4 separate regions of the Zea mays genome follow, and regions 2, 3 and 4 are each linked to region 1. A link is a contact called in public Hi-C data. All regions are on one chromosome and are shown on one strand. The core of a region is the stretch at or near the end of the contact, and the rest is flanking DNA. Distances in the headings are between cores, read along the strand shown. Region 1 holds the start of LOC100382937. Region 2 has its middle 13 kb from the start of LOC111591033. Region 3 has its middle 130 kb from the start of LOC100274585. Region 4 has its middle 45 kb from the start of LOC103648929.

Region 1 (2,700 bases), core at 186-2,685:
TCGGACTCCTGCATTTGCCTGAAAGCCTTGACAAATATGATATTTGCAGCGCTACCTGTGTCAACCAAAACATTGTGCACTACGAAACCTTTGATTACATAAGAGATAACCATGGCATGTCTGTGTGGGTAATATTTGAGACGAAGATCATCCTGAGAAAAAGTAATGGAGATGTGGGACCATCTGGCCCTGATTAAGGGTCCTTGGACACCAACATGTTGTACCCTTCTTTGGCTTCTTTCTTCTGCTTTTTATTACTGGGTTCGAAGCTTGAGCCCCCGATAATGGGGAGAGTAAGCTTCTCCATGGAAGTTGACAAAGCTTGATGGTTTGTCATGCTCTTCATCGTGATGAAGGTTGTCATGGTTGTGAGATATATGAAGGTGGACGCCAATGTTGGTCATTTGTTTTCGATTGCTATATGGAATAAAAAACAAGGCAACACAATGTTAAAAGGTAGAAGCCTTCGTCCTTGAAATGTTGTCTCTCCAGGATAACTCTTCGAGGACGAAGGTTGAATGTAATCAAATAGAATGCGAAGAGTATGACAAAGTGAGATATGAGAACTCGTCTCATATGCCTTAGCATCTTATTTCTCTTCTCATACAAAACAAGCTTACAATCATACCTTCGGCTTCTTGATGCAAGATAGCGCGAAGGTGTTTCAGAGGCTGAGTTATGCGAAGCTGTAGCACCTAGCTAAAGGTACTTTATGCGAGGTACTGTTCATTTATTTATAGGGGAGATGAACTGACCTAGTATGGATTTACAATAATATCCATCCAATTTTACATAAGTCATTTACAAACAACTTAGGGGCAACAACGTACTTTTCTTCGTCCTTGACTCCACGAGTCCCAGCCTTCGTCATTCAGTTGCTTCTTTCTTTCAGTATTTGGCTGAAGCTGCTGTCTTCGGCCACTGTCTTTACCGCTTGCATATAGATGAAGTGTTTTTGTATGTCGCTCTCTGTCGAAGCTTGGCTTCGTACTCCTATAAGAACATTTCTGAAGTGCACTCGTTAATCTTCGAGTTTCAAGTGATCGTCATGTGCGAAGCTACTCTGCACGTCTTCCTGGCCGAAGGTTGGCTTCGTCCATTAGTAGAGATATTCCTAAAACACACTAGCTTGTGTCGAAGTAAAATGGTTAGGCAAGTGATCTTCGGCATAGAAGGCCCCAACAGTATCATACGCATATGTTTTAACTATTTAATTGTTGTGATGTTGTGTCGATAAGAATGGACTCAAACATTTTTTTACCATAACCTAAGATATTGTGTCAAAAAAGTATCTTACTTAAGATACAATTAATTCTCACTCCTATTAAATACCTTGTCACACCAACAAAGATTTCTATATATTATATTATTAATGAATACTACTTTCGTTCTCGAATATCTTATTAAATACCTTGCTACATCAGCAAGTTTATTTTAAAAATAAAACGCCACAAATAAAAAAATAAAACACGATAAATAAATAAAAATAAAGCACAACAAATAAAAAAGAACGTCAATTGAAAATAGCCTAGGTGCATAGACCATGACATTGATGGTAGGCCTGGGCCCACCACTGCTGGCGGTTTCGAATCCAGTGAGCGGCTTTACTTTTCCGTTGCGTGTATCCTCTCGGCTCTCGCCTCGCCGAGTCGCCGTCGAGTCCGCCATTCCATTCACCCCGGTTCCCCTCCCGTGCAACCGCGAGCAGAAGCCACCATTTCAAAACGAGGACGAGCCCGCTGCTGGTGCTGTCCCTTCCCGCGCGCCGCCGGCGCCTGGCCACCTGCTCCGCGTCGGATCTAGAGCGAGCGAGCGTCACCCGCGGCTCTCGTCGCCGTCAGCGTCACCCACCCGTCGTCTTCTTGCCTCCGAAGTCAAATCTTCCACCCCATATCACCACAGAGAATTCCAACCCATCCACTTCCGCGGCCTGCTGCCGTCCGCTTTATTTAAACCGTCCGCCACGGCGACCCCGACGACTCCCCCCGCGGCCTCTCCCGCCAGCTCCCCCTCACCCCCGACCATCCACGCCTCCAAGCGCCGCCGCCGCGAGACCGAAGCCACGGGGAACACGCCGCTGAGGGGTGGCAGGGGCCCCGCCCCTCGCCGCCGCTCGTCGACTCCGCCTCCTCTTTCTCTGCCGGCGGCGGAGTTTGACCCGCTCGACCCGGACGCTGACCCGCCCCCCAAGCTGCTCACGGCCGACGAGGTGAGGCTCTGCAAGCAGGCGCTGAAGGCGCTCGACAAGAAGGTCGGGAAGCCCGCCACGCTTACCAAGGAGTTTCGTAGCCTCCCGGTATATCTATATCTCCCCTCTTCCGCCCGCCTCTTGTCACTGAGGGAATTGTGCGCCAAAATTAGGATTTCCTAGCTACTGTATGTACATCATTTCTTCAGTTCTACTTTAAAAAGGGGACATGAGTAAACCTTAATTAACTGCATTACCATGAGCTGAGGATCCCAGCAGAATTGGTGTGCCAAAAGAACCCAGAGGGCGAATTTTGTTTATTTCCATGAGCCTGCTGTGAGAGAGGACATATCTAGTGCACATAGAAGATGGGTGCACATGGTGCACATATTAAATCATCACCACTCATTTTAGATCTAACGTCTCTGGTTGATCATTCAATTTACAAATAACACCTTCCACCACTACACACCACCACTTTGGAGGGTGTTTTTAGCAAAATATACCAAACA
Region 2 (2,700 bases), core at 111-2,610, 780 kb after region 1:
GTAAAGGTTATGTTGAAACTTAGATACTTAAGCTGATTTCACGTGTAACTCACACAACAAGTGTAAGAAAATGAAAACAATCACTGGCATCTTATGGACTTTATGGCCCAAACATTTTTTAGAATTTTATGTAGACAAATGTTAACCCTCCATCAAATTTTATGAATTTCTAAGGCTATTTGTGTATTATTAATTTCTTTTTACAAAAATCATCAAAATGTAATTAACGTTATAAAATAACCTAGTGTCTACCAAAAATTGCAAATAAGTTACCAGGACCAATAAACATTCTATTAAAGATAATATGAAGTCCCTATGTGAAAATGATAAAGTGAAGTATTGATTATGTTAAAACTTGGATAGTTAAGGTGATATCACATGTAACTCACATAACAAGTGAAAGTGAATTGAAAGAAATGTTGGCAATCTTTAGATTTTATGGCCCAAACATTTTTGAGGATGCTATATGGGCATATATTGCTCCTCCGTCAAATTTCACGATTTTTTGAGACTATTTGTGTATTATTATATTTTTTCTATAGAAAATTATCAAAATGCATTTAAATTCATAAAATATTCCACTATCGACCGAAAATTGCAAATATGTTACCAGGAACAATAAACATTATATAAGAACATAACCTCAAATCCCCATATGAAAATGATAAAGTGAAGTATTGATTATGTTGAAACTTAGATATTTAGGGCGATTCCTCATGTAACTATCCGAATATCTGAAATCTAAAATCTGGTAAGATATCTAGGTAGATGTCCGGATATCCGAAATATGAAATCCGGACAGTTATCCGAGAAGATATCCGGATATCCGAAATCCGACGGATATCAGTCATATCATATTTGTATCCGATATCCGAACTGTACTATCCGAATTCGAATCCGAAATCCGAAAATTCTGCGGATATCCGAAAAAAACTATCCAACCGAATAATTAGCCTCTTCGGACGGTCGGATGATCGGATAATATCCGTACCGTTTACACCCCTAGTTTGCAGCACAAACGTCATAAGAACGAGAACCACGCGCGCGTCAGGATGATTGGACCCGAAACTGAAAAGAGTCGTACGTAGTAGCGCGTATTCAGGCTATACATGCAGACACAGTCACATGTACACGCTACGTACATGCATGCATGCAGCGCTCCTATGTATAGTACTGTCTACGACAACAACACAGCCTCTACTACATACAGTTACGCCACACACGCACCCGATCGAATAGCGATCATGGGCGTCCGACGTCGACGCGCGTCATCATCCATATTTTCCACAGGCCACAGCCAGAGCCGTACGTCTCGGCGGTCTCGATGCATTTCGCCGCCGCGTGCCATCCTCGCGCTTTCTACGTGTCTCCCAGGCCACTATTTCCGGCCGGTGCCGCCGCGCGCGCGAGGTGTTGCTGGTGGCGTGGTCACCACACGCGCGCGCACTAGCTATATATAGCTAGCGAATCAAGCCAAGCCACGGCCGGAAGACAAGTGCGTTGCATCGGTCGAACTTCACCGATCTTCGCCGCCGGTTGCGTTGAAAACATTATTATTAATTCTTTACTACTGTTTTTAACTTAAATTTCTAAAATTAAGGGCTGATTTGGGAACCCAATTTTCCAAAGGATTTTCATTTTTTCAAGAGAAATTAGTTCATTTTCCCTTACGCCCCGTTTGAATCATTGGAATTAAATTCCATTCTAATAATAATAATTTAGGCATATATCAATTAAACTAATTCGGTTTTATACAAAATATATTTGTATACTATTATTAGCAAGATGTCAGAGATATTTACGTGCTATATATTTACTATAGAGGAGTAAGACGAAGAGTGTCATATAAGTTAAAGAGTAGAAACAAATTCTACTACTGTATAAAATCATTTCCCATCCCCCACCACATGAATTTGGAAAGTGGTGGAATGTCAAATTCCAAACTAAATGAGTTACTTTAGGAGTGAATTCCAATTCCTCTAAAATAAAGGGATCTAAACGCCTCGTTAGGAAAATTGAAATCCCTTGGAAAAACGGTTTTCCCAAACTAGTCCTAATCAGGCTCCATATTAAAAAAATGATTAGTGACGATCCACCCACCAACACCGAGAGTGATACTGTATTAATTACTGATAGCTAGTGGCTTAAGTCGATAGTGATATATATTACTCCCAGTTTATAGTGGAGGAAGAATTGTTGTATATCCTAGCTCCTCCTCCTCCTCCTCCTACTACTACTACTCACTGCAGTAAATCACAAAACTTGGCCGTCGGACATAAACATTAAACCGTCGGAGATAGCTCATGTCCGACGGCATCCGTTTATCTTCGATGGCAACTGGCCGTCGAACATAAGAGGTCGGAAATAGTATTATGTCTGACGGCCGCCGTCGGACATAGGCTATCTCCAATGGCCACGTCAGTCCATCGGACATAATATATGTCAACCGTTTTAACGGGCGCAGGTGAGGCCCACATCCCTTATGTCCGACGGTCTCGCATCAGCTGTCGGACATAAACACGTGTTATCTCCGACGGTCTTTCTTAAGCCGTCGGACATAACAAATTTCAGCAACTACAAAAAAAATCTGTTTTTTTTAATTTTTGACATTTACAAAAAAAACACAGATTGCATACACATATACACAGAGTTCATATACAACCACATATTCACAATCACAAATACATTCACATAAGTATT
Region 3 (2,700 bases), core at 186-2,685, 640 kb after region 1:
AACGGGTCAGCTAATGGACCAGTTAATTATCAGTTATACCTCTCAAATAACAATTAATTGATAGGTGCCTCAACCTAGCTAAAACAGCTAATAACTTATTAGCTCGCTAATAATTAGTTTTAGAGGTTTAGAACATGCTCTAATTAACATGATTATCTTAACAAACACGGTACTAAATGACCTACTTATAACCTTATTTCTAATGGTTTAATAATTGTCAATAGAAATTAGAATTTTAATATTCTAAACACATGTCGGTCGATAAAAATAACCTTATTAAATTCTCTAATCATTTAGAGCCATCGAAATAACAAACACTTATTCGTGTAAAATATACCAATCATTTTTTTGTGCACAAAATCTTCCATCCTATACCAACAATCAACTTACACCAATATTACGCTTAAATGTATAGAACAAATAAACTTACTTTGACAGCAGGAAGCACAGGATGTGGAGAAGTCGGGAAGGGGCCGGCGGAGGGACGATAGTGGTGGCTGTTGGACGAGAGATGCGCGCGAGAACGAGGGAATGACAGTGTTTGTTTCGATCTTTGGCTTTATCTTTTGCCTCGTAAAAGTCAAACCAAAGAGTTAGATTAAGAAAACAACTTTTTCTAAAAATCGATTTTCTCGTAGTATAAAACTGAAATTACCCCTGTTTCTGTTTTAGTGGCTTTCATATGAAACTATAAAAACATATATTAAAGAACTTTTAACGATTTTTAGTGATTTACACCAAACGATTTTTAGTTTTTTAACAGCTCACAATACACAACAGCTTTTTTAACAACTCACAGTCCACGTCAACATTTTTTGCAGCCACAGTTTAACCAAACAGACCCTAATTGAGGTTACGTCGAAAATAACCTTATTTTCTTTTTTAAAGTAATTTAATATACATAATTATTATATATCAGTATTACCCTTAGAAAAGTATTAAGTATTGTAATGTTAGATATATACATTAAATATTATTTTTACCATATTTTAGTTCGATTTCAGCCCGGAAATTGGCAGGACCGGACCTGGAAAATGACGTTCCCTCCAAACGAGAGGTGCGGTTTGTCCATTCGCTAGGCAAGGCAGCAGTCTGAGAGCACAAAAGAAAGACTATTTCTGAACTCAAATAATAAAGAAAAAAAGATATGAATTTGGACAAAGATTATTTTTAAAAATTACCCAGCGAAATTATAATTTTTAATGTGCAGTACCTGTACAATTTAATAGACATAGAACTGCATTAGTTTCTAGTATTAGGATATTGCTGTCTAGCATTCGTACGGCCTTTATCAGTCAATCAGAAACGGAGAACATCACGAGTAACAACTAATCAACTATGCGCATTTGATCGGCCCGCCTACTCGGGAGCAACATATGGTTGTTCAGGTTAGCCCATACTCAGATTGAGGGGTTGAGCATGTAACTGACAGCCCAGTTCAAGATCCGACCCAGTTGAGGGGCACAGCGTGCGTGTAAGCGACCTTTACGATTCGTTTTTGATGGGCCTAATCCCGCGCATCTACGGGTAATTCTGGGCTCAGGCTGTGCGGCCTCAGTTCATTTACATTTACTATCGTGTATCGCTTTGTATTAAAGCCGGCTACTATTTACACTTCATGTAGCTGTTACCTACGCAGACAAAAACAAATAACTCTACTCAGATTTGCAAGTTGCAACACCAGCCCGACAGAGTTATTTGTGATAAAACACGACAACAAATAAGGCCTGCTGTTGTATGTGATTGTGAACAGCATAAGCCTTGTAAGGTCGATTATAATGTGGGTTGTAACTCTCATATAATTTTCTTTCGGTGGGACATCGAAAGCTTAATCTCTAAATCTGTGTTGGGCTTCAACTTCCTCGCACACAGTGCGCGCACGTGGTTCTTGGGCTTTGGAAGACTTCCTCAAACAGTTCGACATTATATTGATTTTGTTAAGTAACCCTAGTTAGGGTTATGTGGGTAAATACTGACTTTACCTCTGAGGGTCTGTGGGGGACAGATATCCCCGGATCCACTGGAAGGCTAAAATACCTCGCGAAAGGCCTGCGGGCCCAATAATTCGCAAGGCCATCCCTTCGTGGGCCTGGGGAGGCACGTCCGGTAAAGTGGATTGACACAGGCCCAGACGGCCCGATGAGTTTGAACGGCAACCGCAACAAGGATCCGACCTTCCCGCGCAGGGGCCCCATACATTGGAACAGAGCGGAGATAGGTCGGCGGAATTATAGGAAGATATGTTCAGTCGGTTCACTATTACTTAGTCTCACATTGTTATCATATCCACATGTAATGCCCCACAGTCGAGTATATAAGGCCTAGGGGGCATCCCCTCAAAAACATATCTCACTACTTAGCCATCCACCCAGTTCTCTAAACATCCTCGATACTAGAGAACCTCCTTGTAACTCACCACACAAAGTATTCACGCCAGGACGTAGGGTATTACGCATCTCAAAGAGGCCCGAACTTGTACAAAATTGTCCACTGTCTCTCGTGCATCTAGCGCGAACCATCGAGCTACAGTCGGTAACACCGTCCTACTCCAAAAAGCACCTCAAGGGGCAACCCTGGGTGCGCGGTCGGACCTAAAACATCGACATCTGGCGCGCCTGGTAGGGGCTGTGTCACTGATCCAAGCTAGCTCAATGGCCATCACTTTCCAGCGCAAGATCGTCCTCCGCCCCGGGTCCACAT
Region 4 (2,700 bases), core at 174-2,673, 770 kb before region 1:
CCACTTAACCCTTGCATATGTCAACCGTTCTCACGGTGTCCTCCACTACATGAACAGGTCCGCGCCAACCGAGAGCACATTACCCTACCAGGCGTGCTACTATGCCAGGAGGGTACATGCTACTCCCACCATCTCTCTACTCCTAGTGCGCGATTGTCTCTTCACGTATGGAATAGCCGAGTTCAAGCTTACCCTATCCCATACCAGGGTATGTTGCTATTTGCAAAGTCTCAACCACAACAGGCCAGTCAACGGTACGATCCTTAACCGACACAGACGGGCGACCTTGTCTGCTCAACGTCTGGTCTAGATTTATTCAAACCCTTTTCCCATTTTTGGTACCCGGCAGGGATACTCTTTTCGAGTGCCGAGTCCACTCCAGCCATAGAGGATTCATCACCTTAGTTTGTTTTGGTTTTTGAATCAAAAAGCCCATAACCAATGTTCCACACCATTGTTTTTGAAAACAAAGGATTTTTCAGTTTCTAAGCAGGGTTAAGCATTATCAGTTCTTTTTATAAATCAGGGATCAAGGTATAGTATTCAAATTCCAAGGAATGGTAATGCATCAATTGTTCATCACACAACTCCTATCACCTAATGCATCATTTAAGGTGATAAAACATTTAAAACACAAGGAAGGGGCAAATGCACCGAGGCTTGCCTTTGTTGCAGAGAAGAGGTTCTAGATACTTCTAACACGATGATCAGTTAGATGGCCCATCCCTGGATCAATAGCACTGGAGTAGGTTCCTTCTTCACAAGGACCAATTCTCGTTCTTGGTGTTCTACATGAAATGATATGAATATGAATGCTTGCTTAAACTAGAAATATGCAACTTGCAAAGGAGACAACACATATTACTCCTAGACTTAACATGCAAGCTATCATCACAAGCCATAACTACCAGGTAGCTACTTATCCTTAGAACTCATCTAACCATCCAAAACTTGCTAAACAATTTCATTCTTTACTAAGACATCAGGTGCCTTAATTACCCAGGGGTAAAACTCTTTTCCTTTATTGAGCAATAATTAATTTGCTAAGCAAATCTTGTCCTAACAGCTCCAAATTTTTACCAAAGGTTCATATGCTCAACATAAGCTTACATAATTTTTCTCATAACTTTTTAGTGCTGTATTATTGTTACTAAAATTTCAGATAAGCATTTTACGGCACCTTTTATTCCTCTAAAAATATATATTTTCTACAAAAATTCCAAGAATGTTTCTACCAGAGAGTGTTTGATTTTATACACCTAACAAAATTTGTCCTATCATTTTTGCAATTTTCTTCGATTTCTGGCATAATAAACAAGGCATCAGGCATATAACAAAGAAAAACAATACACAAAGCTTGGGCCGGAACTGGCCCAATTGGCCCAGCACCAGAGAAAACTAGCGCCAGGAAGCCCAAAGCTCTACCACGCACGCGCCCGCGTCCTCCTTCGCACGCACCGGCGGTGGCGTCAAACTCCGGCAGCAACACACTGTCCAACAGCATGATAGAGCTCGAAACAAGAAGAGGGAAAGCACCAGTGGCTCACCCCGAAGTGGATTGATCCGTAGCGTGCACGCAACCAGTTCCCAACAAGGCCGGCCACGACGAGGTTGCCCCAAGCGGTAATCACCGACGACGCCACGATGTTCCCGAGGAATTATTGCGGCAGAGATGGAAAGGGAAGCTCGGAGAGTTTCACTGACCCAAGGGGATGATGGAACATGCACACAACAAACAAACAACCCCCCGGAAAGCCCTGGCCACGGCAGGGTGGGGAAACTGGACGGTGTGGTCACAGGCTACAGGAAGACGGCGCGCGATAGACCTGGGCAAACAACTGGGGTGACATGGGAGGATTAACGTAGACGTGGGAACATGAAACACAACAACACACGGTGAGCTGGGTTAGACCCGGGGATAGAGGTAGGGCTTTACTGAACCAAGATTGTGGCAATATGGAGCAGGCAAACAGACGCCGGTCGAGCATGATCAGACCACGCAAGACAAGGGCCCTGAGGTGTCAATGGTTGCATGAGCTTGGCTACGTGGCTTTACTCACCCATCACCACGCTGGTTCAAAGGGACAGCGGGGCAGTGAACCAGGTCCGGCAATGGGTAAGGATTTTATCGGATAACTCTGAATTCCACCCATGTGCAGATATTTTCATTAGTGAAACCCATCAGACACTAGAAGCTCCACAGCCACTCTCTGTAATACTCATCCATAACTCAGTCTTGACAAACCAGTGGAGCACAGCAGGGATACAAAGATCTTTTCAGAGTTAGAAACCAACACTGAATTCATTTGAGTCCAACACTCCAGTGTCCACCTGAACCCCTTCTGTTTACCCCTTTATCTCTCTATTTCCAACAGCAACAAATCGACCAAGGCTAACCAAATATTCTCACAAAGCAAAGTCTACCGTCTTGCTAAAACACACATGTCAAAAGTTTCAGAGCCCCAAAGTTTCCTCTCAATACTCAGATATTTGAAGCCTCATATCTATCCTCTATGCTGAGCACACAGGACAAGCAAGCAAGCTCATGCCGATGTGCAGTTTGAGCACGCCGCTTCCCCTCCCTCCTGTCCAACTAAAACAAATTCACACCACAACACGCCCAGCTAATGGATTGACTTGAAATCCCCTTTCAACTACTAGCCTTTTGCATTTTAAATCACAGCTTCAAATCATAGACAA

What was found. Hi-C and Micro-C count contacts between places; a contact is called where the count stands out from the background.
Region 2: a Hi-C map of tassel shows a contact between it and region 1, with 3 times the contacts expected there. The contact joins the enhancer-like site here to the promoter of LOC100382937 in region 1. A contact is called at or near these places in 2 of 25 Hi-C or Micro-C datasets (ear and tassel).
Region 3: a contact with region 1 is called in a Hi-C map of leaf, with 5 times the contacts expected there. The contact joins the enhancer-like site here to the promoter of LOC100382937 in region 1. A contact is called at or near these places in 4 of 25 Hi-C or Micro-C datasets (ear and leaf).
Region 4: a Hi-C map of ear shows a contact between it and region 1, with 2.6 times the contacts expected there. The contact joins the enhancer-like site here to the promoter of LOC100382937 in region 1.

The regions. Positions count from the first base shown.
Region 1 is chr2:136,132,069-136,134,768 of Zm-B73-REFERENCE-NAM-5.0, forward strand. It overlaps LOC100382937, which reads left to right and starts at 1,436. Exons shown (of 9, transcript NM_001175623.2): 1 at 1,436-2,296. The coding sequence starts at 1,544.
Region 2 is chr2:136,911,246-136,913,945 of Zm-B73-REFERENCE-NAM-5.0, forward strand. No RefSeq gene overlaps it. Among protein-coding and RNA genes, the nearest start is that of LOC111591033, 13 kb to the left of the region's middle. Within about 2 kb of position 1,361, at least 13 of the 20 cell types and tissues checked have an H3K27ac peak or open chromatin away from gene starts, as enhancers often do. A contact at or near this core is called in ear and tassel, where this site is marked.
Region 3 is chr2:136,767,321-136,770,020 of Zm-B73-REFERENCE-NAM-5.0, forward strand. No RefSeq gene overlaps it. Among protein-coding and RNA genes, the nearest start is that of LOC100274585, 130 kb to the left of the region's middle. Within about 2 kb of position 1,436, at least 16 of the 20 cell types and tissues checked have an H3K27ac peak or open chromatin away from gene starts, as enhancers often do. A contact at or near this core is called in ear and leaf, where this site is marked.
Region 4 is chr2:135,360,073-135,362,772 of Zm-B73-REFERENCE-NAM-5.0, forward strand. No RefSeq gene overlaps it. Among protein-coding and RNA genes, the nearest start is that of LOC103648929, 45 kb to the right of the region's middle. Within about 2 kb of position 1,424, at least 7 of the 20 cell types and tissues checked have an H3K27ac peak or open chromatin away from gene starts, as enhancers often do. A contact at or near this core is called in ear, where this site is marked.